Linked DNA regions of Sus scrofa: region 1 is linked to region 2. A link is a contact called in public promoter capture Hi-C data. All regions are on one chromosome and are shown on one strand. The core of a region is the stretch at or near the end of the contact, and the rest is flanking DNA. Distances in the headings are between cores, read along the strand shown. Region 1 holds the start of PAQR8 (progestin and adipoQ receptor family member VIII). Region 2 holds the start of MCM3 (DNA replication licensing factor MCM3).

The links. Promoter capture Hi-C pulls out the DNA fragments that hold promoters and counts their contacts.
Region 1: a promoter capture Hi-C map of liver shows a contact between it and region 2, with 3 times the contacts expected there. The contact joins the promoter of PAQR8 here to the promoter of MCM3 in region 2. A contact is called at or near these places in 2 of 5 promoter capture datasets (fetal liver and liver) and 8 of 47 Hi-C or Micro-C datasets (blood, embryonic fibroblasts, epiblast stem cells and 3 more).

Annotation. Positions count from the first base shown.
Region 1 is chr7:46,226,307-46,230,120 of Sscrofa11.1, forward strand. PAQR8 (progestin and adipoQ receptor family member VIII) reads left to right here and starts at 2,172. Exons shown (of 1, transcript NM_213740.1): 1 at 2,172-3,814. The coding sequence starts at 2,192. The coding sequence ends at 3,256.
Region 2 is chr7:46,102,572-46,106,069 of Sscrofa11.1, forward strand. It overlaps MCM3 (DNA replication licensing factor MCM3), which reads right to left and starts at 1,854. Exons shown (of 17, transcript XM_001924813.6): 1 at 1,650-1,854; 2 at 301-413. The coding sequence starts at 1,727.

The DNA.
Region 1 (3,814 bases), core at 922-3,421, 120 kb after region 2:
ACTTGATTGTTTAGAGTCTCCCATTTAACCATCACAACAACCCATCCGGGATGTGCGGCTCACCCAGTTTACAGACGAGGGGACTGAAATTCAGCAAGGTCTCTGACAGGTCCAAGGTCACCCAGGGAGGGGCTACCCAAGTGCTGGCCTCCAGGCCTCCTGGAAGTTTTTCACATTTTTTTTTTGTGTGTGTGTGTGTGTGTGTGTCTTTTTAGGGCCACACCTGCAGCATATGGAGGTTCCCAGGCTAGGGGTCTAATCAGAGCTGTAGCCGCCAAGCTGCATCTGTGACCTACACCACAGCTCATAGCCACGCCGGATCCTTAACCCACTGAGTGAGGCCAGGGATTGAACCCGCAACCCCATGGTTCCTAGTTGGATTCATTTCCGCTGTGCCACAACAGGAACTCCGAAGTTTTTCACATTTAATTCTTTCCATGCCCTACATGTTTGACTGGATGAGGTATTTTTTTTCTCTTTTGACATTAAGTGTGCATAGGAAGATTACATTTTCTCTGCAAAGAAACACTTGCCTTGTCCTCAGGCGAAAGGCTCTGAAGGAAGGGGGCCATTTGAATCCACTGGGTTTGGAACTTTTCTGAAGCAAAGGAGTTTGGGAAATAAGAAGTACAGAAGTTATCTGAGAGTTCTCATTGTGGCTCAGCAGGTTAAGAACCTAACTAGTATCCATGAGGATGTGGGTTCGATCCCTGGCCTCACTGAGTGGGTTAAGATCTGGAGTTGCCATGAGCCGTGGTGTGCAGACATGGCTTAAATCCAGTGATGCTGTGGCCATGGTATAGGCTGGCAGCTGCAGCTCCAAATCAACCCCTATGCTCGCAACTTCCATATGCTGAGGTTGTGGCCCTAAAAAGACAAAAGAAATTATCTGTAGCTATGCTAAAATCCCATTGCTTTATTCAGCAACTTCACGTGAAATTTTGCAGCTATTTTATGAATTCTTTTTTTTTTTTTTTTTTTTTTTTTTTGCCTTTTCCAGGGCCACACCTGCGGCGAATGGAGGTGCCCAGGCTAGGGGTCCAATCGGAGCTATAGCCACCGTCCCACTCCAGAGCCACAGCAACGCCAGATCTGAGCTGTGTCTGTGACCTACACCACAGCACCCGGCAACACCAGATCCTTAACCCACTGATCGAGGCCAGGGATCGAACCTGCAACCCCATGGTTCCTAGTCGGATTCGTCAACCACCGAGCCACGATGGGAACCCCCAGAAATATTTTGTTGAATAATCCCTGTGCTCCTCTGGCTCCTCTGTCACCTAAAAATCCCAAGTGCAAGTTAAACATTTTTGAGGCCTGAAATTTATCCTGTGTGCCCAGGAGAGGCATGCCCAAAACTACTTGCTTTCCAGAGCATAATTTAAAATTAAAAAAAAAAAAATCCACAATCTTCATAATTAGATGTTAGGTTAAATTCAGGTCACGTGTAATTTGGTTTAACTGATCAAATATTTCCCAGAATATGTTTTGGTCTTTACCAACTAGATTGATGATTCACTTGCCTGTCTTTACTTTGAGGTGCAAGTTGCTATTGCTTAGCTCAGATTTTCAAGCTCCCAGTGAAATTCATGGATAATTTACAACTAGGTGCTCAAGAAATGTAGGCTGTCATTAGTAATGTCAATATCGATAATTTTTATATTTCAATATATAATACTGCAATAATTAGCTGTAATTATCATGCTGTATGTAAGATCCTCAGAATGATTTCATTTTATAACGGAATAAACTGGAACTTCTTATCCTTTGACCAGTATCTCCCCATTTCTTCCACCTGCTGGTAATGATCACACTGTTGGAGTCTGTCTGATGATTACGTTGTCATATCATCTAGCAAATGCCAACACTCTAAAGGTACCCTTACTAACCTTCTAGATGTCATTAAAATGGGGGTGGCTAATATTCCCATTTTATAAGATGTGACTTGGTCTCATGCTGTAGTGGGTAGGAGAAACAAAATCAGAATATCAGGGCAGTCAAGGATCTTGGTCCAACTCTTCTTCTACATAGGGAAAAAAGAAAATGAGGCCCAGAGAAGCTGTCTGCAGTCCCCCGCCTCCCCCGCTGCACTAGAAAACCCGTAGCTCTCTCAGCGGGGCGCCCCCCCCCCCAACCGCATCTTTGCCCATCATCTCATTCTGTTTCCCGTAGGTTGTATCCTTGTACAGCCATGACAACCGCCATCCTGCAGCGCCTAAGCACCCTGTCGGTGAGCGGGCAGCATCTGCGCCGCCTGCCCAAGATCCTGGAGGACGGGCTGCCCAAGATGCCTGGCACTGTGCCCGAGACCGACGTGCCCCAGCTCTTCCGGGAGCCTTACATCCGCGCCGGGTACCGCCCCATCGGCCACGAGTGGCGTTACTACTTCTTCAGCCTCTTTCAGAAACACAACGAGGTGGTCAACGTGTGGACCCACCTGCTGGCGGCCCTGGCCGTCCTCCTGCGGTTCTGGGCCTTCGTGGAGACCGAGGGCCTGCCCTGGACCTCTGCTCACACCCTGCCCCTGCTCCTCTACGTCCTGTCCTCCATCACTTACCTCACCTTCAGCCTGCTGGCCCACCTGCTGCAGTCCAAGTCCGAGCTCTCCCACTACACCTTCTACTTCGTGGACTACGTGGGCGTGAGCGTGTACCAGTACGGCAGCGCCCTGGTCCACTTCTTCTACGCCTCCGACCAGGCCTGGTACGAGCGCTTCTGGCTCTTCTTCCTGCCCGCGGCCGCCTTCTGCGGCTGGTTATCTTGCACCGGCTGCTGCTACGCCAAGTACCGTTACCGCCGGCCCTACCCGGTCATGAGGAAGGTCTGCCAAGTGGTGCCCGCGGGGCTGGCCTTCATCCTGGACATCAGCCCCGTGGCGCACCGCGTGGCCCTGTGCCACCTGTCTGGCTGCCAGGAGCAGGCCGCGTGGTACCACACCCTCCAGATCGTCTTCTTTCTGGTCAGCGCCTACTTCTTCTCCTGCCCAGTTCCGGAGAAGTACTTTCCCGGTTCCTGTGACATCGTGGGCCACGGCCATCAGATCTTCCACGCCTTTCTGTCCATCTGCACACTCTCTCAGCTGGAGGCCATCCTCTTGGACTACAAGGGGCGACAGGAGATCTTCCTGCACCGTCACAGTCCCCTGTCCATCTACGCCGCCTGCCTCTCCTTCTTCTTCCTGGTGGCCTGCAGCGGGGCCACTGCAGCCCTCCTGCGGGAAAAAATCAAGGCCAGACTGAGCAAGAAGGATTCCTGAGGCCAGAGGGTGGGGCGAGGTGTGGAGGCAAATAGGAGTTGACTTTTCGTTTTTAAAAGCAGGCTTTTAAATAGGTACATATTTCCAAGGATGGCTATGGCTCGCGAAGAGTTTTATTGTTATGGTTGTTAATGAAAGGAGCATTCCTTTTCCTTCGGGGCCATAGCCTTCCCAGACAGGAAGGGAAGGGACCTTGGCAAAGATTCAGCAGACACTAAATTAAGAACCATCTACATGCCTGAAAATTCAGTGGACTTCTGACTGCAACCTCCAGGAGCAAACCCCAGACCAAAGGGGTCATTCACTTGGACTGGAAAGTGAGGTGGCTGGACCACCCTTGAAATGGGCATTCAACTGTGATGCGGCTCTTGAGTGATTAGCTACATTGACTCAAGGACCCGAATTCATTTGGATTTCAGATTTTCAGATTGGTGGAGAAGTCGGACTCTTCAGGAAGATTCAGTGAAACCCATAGACGTAATGAATGACTCCATTCCCCTGACTTTTGTCCCCTTCTCTGACCCACTCCAGCACTGACCCTTTTCTCAGGATGATGTC
Region 2 (3,498 bases), core at 604-3,103:
TGCCATCCTACAAGACCCAGTAAAATACACCAGAACTGAGGGCCAACCTTAATTCAACTTATCAAAGACAGAGACATGATATATAATTAAACACGGTAGGAAGGGCTCTTGAGAGGAAAATGCCTACCACCTACTTTGGAAAGAAGTAAAAAACATAAGAGCAGGTGAGGTACTAAGGGCTTCTAGGTCAGAAACATTTCATCCAGATCCTCTGCTGGGAAGTCTACTCCAATCCAATGAAGAGAAGGGAGCCATTCTGACTCAGGGCCAGGATGTGGCGGTGGACACCTAGCCACTCACCGGTTAGCCCTCTTCTCATTCTTCCTGCGAAGGTCATTCACATTGACAATCAAGCGGTACTGGTTGTCACTGATCAGCTCCCGAACTTTGCTCTGATAAATTCCCTGATCTTCCTGCAAAAGAACCACCACATGTCACAACGGCCACAAATTCAAATATATGATGCTTTTAAACAGAGGCAGCTCTCACAGCAAGATAAATATATCAATCTCTGCAGCAGAGGTGAATCCCAGTTCCTCCCACATTTTCACTCACTAGTCTCACATTCCAAAGACACCTAAGAGACCAGTGTATGAATTATGACTTCCTCAAGACCCATGCTGTAATTCCTATTATCACCAATAGCTCTTCTGTGTGCAGTCATTTCACAACCTTTACTGGGGAATTAAGGACAAGTTAAGGGGAAGGAATAAAGTAGGTGTCTGGGATTAACAGATACATACTAATATATCTAAAATAAACAAGGACCTACTGTATAGCCCAGGAACCATACTCAATCTTATAATAATGTCTAATGAAGAGGAATCTGAGAAAGAATATATATATATGTGTATATATACACACACACACTCATATATAAAACAGAATCACTTTGCTATACACCTGAAACACAACACTAAGTCAACTAGCCTTCAATGTAAAAAATATTTAAAAACTAAAAAAAAAATTTAAAAAGAACAAGTAAAATCCTTGTTAAAATGCAAATTAAACAGACTTTTAATACTCAAAGTGACTTTTCGTTGCAGAATTTTGTCTGGAATTACTTTATTTCCCCAATCATCTGCATAATATAGAGTTCCCATATCCGGACATTCGCAAACAGAGCACTATCAACCCTTCAAGACGCTTTAAACAACATTCTGTGGCTGTCAATCTTAAACTGCATACAAACCCCCCTTATTTGCACGCCAACACTATTTCTCTCCGTCCCAAAAGGTAGGGAAAAAGGAACGCGGCCAAATAAGGGAGTCGTTTCCTCCGGCAGGAAAGTCAGCCACTAAAACCTGGGGACCCTATAAGTCTGCAGGTCACTACCATCACCGTTCTCCAGCGGTCCTTCCCCGACCCTCCCTCCAAATTAAGAGAGCAGGGAGTGAAAAAAGTCAGCGTGGCCTTTGCACTTGGTTTGCGCTTGGAGGAAACCTGCGCCTTTCGCGAGACCCGGCCATCATTTGTACTCTGCAAAGCCACAGGATTGCTCTCAACCACAGACTCCGCTGCCAGAAAGGCTACAAGATCAGGGCGGAAGGTCCCTAACCTCCGTCCCGCCGCCGCAGCCTGGAGCTCCGCGGTCTCCCTCGGCCTCAGTGCGGCCCCCGGGGCTCCTGGACCACCCAGCCCTCCCTTACCTCGTCGTCCAGGAAATCCAGGTAGTCTCTCTGCGCCTCTCGCAGCTCCACATCTTCCAACACCACGGTCCCGGCCATGCTCGCTGCTAAGGAACTCCTGCCAGCGGAGCCGCGCGAAAGAGCCTAGCGTAGCCCCGCCCCGGCGCGAAAACCTCTCTACTTTTCCCGCCAACAAAAGTAACCCCAAGGAAGGGGTGGGGTATTTGGGAGGATATATACACTCTGATTGGCTGGTTATTCCTACGCGAGAACAGCGAGTATCCAATCGAGGACGGCTTCTTCTCTAGGTTTTCTCTGCGGCTCCTCCGAGTGGCGGGAACTGTGCTAGCCGGGCCCCTCCTTACTCCACCTTTACTGACAGGAAAGCTGACCAATGAGATGAGAGGAGGCTCGCAGAGCCTGCTCCTTGGGCAGCCGGAGAGCCAGCGAGACCTGAAGCGCTGCCTTCTGGGAGTCGTAGTCGTCCCTCTTTTTCCTCAATGTTTTACCGGGTGTTTTCTGGTTGCGGTTCCCCGACCTGCCACTGAGTGAAACTCGGCCCGGCGATTGGACTGAAACTAGACTAGACGTCAGAGAATGTGAGTTTAGCATGCAGGGAGAAAAAAACACAAAGGCAAACCGTTTTTAAAATATATCCAATATATATCAGTTGTGCTATAGATAGGTTTTTCAAACGCCCTCTAGTGGCATTCGGGGAAAAAGTGAATTTCGAGAATCTAGGGTGGAGAATAGAATCACAGCATCTTTGGGAGAGGTTCTTTAGTTCAGCAACTCATTTGCTATCTGAATACCGTGGCCTGAAATACCCCACAAAAATATTAGGCCGCGGAAGAGAGGAACGTGAAAGAAAAATTTTCGCGACGTTTCCCCACCCCCACCCCAGATGACCTCGTGTTTTGTAAGAAATTATGGACGTAATTACTACACCATCCTACTCGCAAATGGGTAAGTTAAAGTCTTTCTCGCCTTATGAGAAGTTCACAAAATCTTTTTTAAAAACTTAGCTTATGGAAAGGTAATTAAATAGAAGGAGAAACAAAAGGTGTTTCACGCCACTCTTAAGTTTCAGTCATTAATTAAAACAGCAAATCTGAAATTATAAACAATTAAAAGACCGATTGCATATCGCAGGAGGTTTTTTTGGTTTGTTTTCTTTTTAGTCTTTTGCAGTTTGTTTATATTTTGGGGGTTTTTTTGAGGTAAAATGCACAAATCTTACATCCATTTCAATGAATTTTTTGATGTGTACACCCTTGTAACCACTGAATGCACAAGGAGCAGTCCCATTGCCCTTAATTTCAGTGCACAGGACTAAACACCTGATAATTCTATATCTGAAATTTCAGTTAACTAATCATGTTTTAAGGTTTCCAGGATTCACTATGCCCTGCTAAGTATTTTAAGTATAATCTGCCTAAACAAAATTTCTATGCCATCTATTTGTATGTATGTATTATTTAGTTGTTATAGTTTATACTTTAGTTATCATGTTTATAGTTACCGTATGTTTTGTGTCATCCTAGGGAGCAGATATATAGATCCTTACTCAAAGGGAAAAGGCCTTTATCTGGCTGCTTGCTTTTGTTTATATTAATAGGCAAAAAAAAAGAAAGAGGAATTCTAGATAAGGCACCTACTTGTAATTATATATTACTTATTAACTTGAAAATGCCTTTATCACTTGATCATAACTGTATTTTATGAATATAATGAAGGCAATGTTGACAATATTATCTGCTCTGGAAACAGCTTGAAATAAACACTAAAAGAACCAGGAAGTTTCGTTCACACAAGTAAAGAAATCAAGTCATTTGCAATAGAAAGTCCAGAGAGATAAAAATATGAAAAC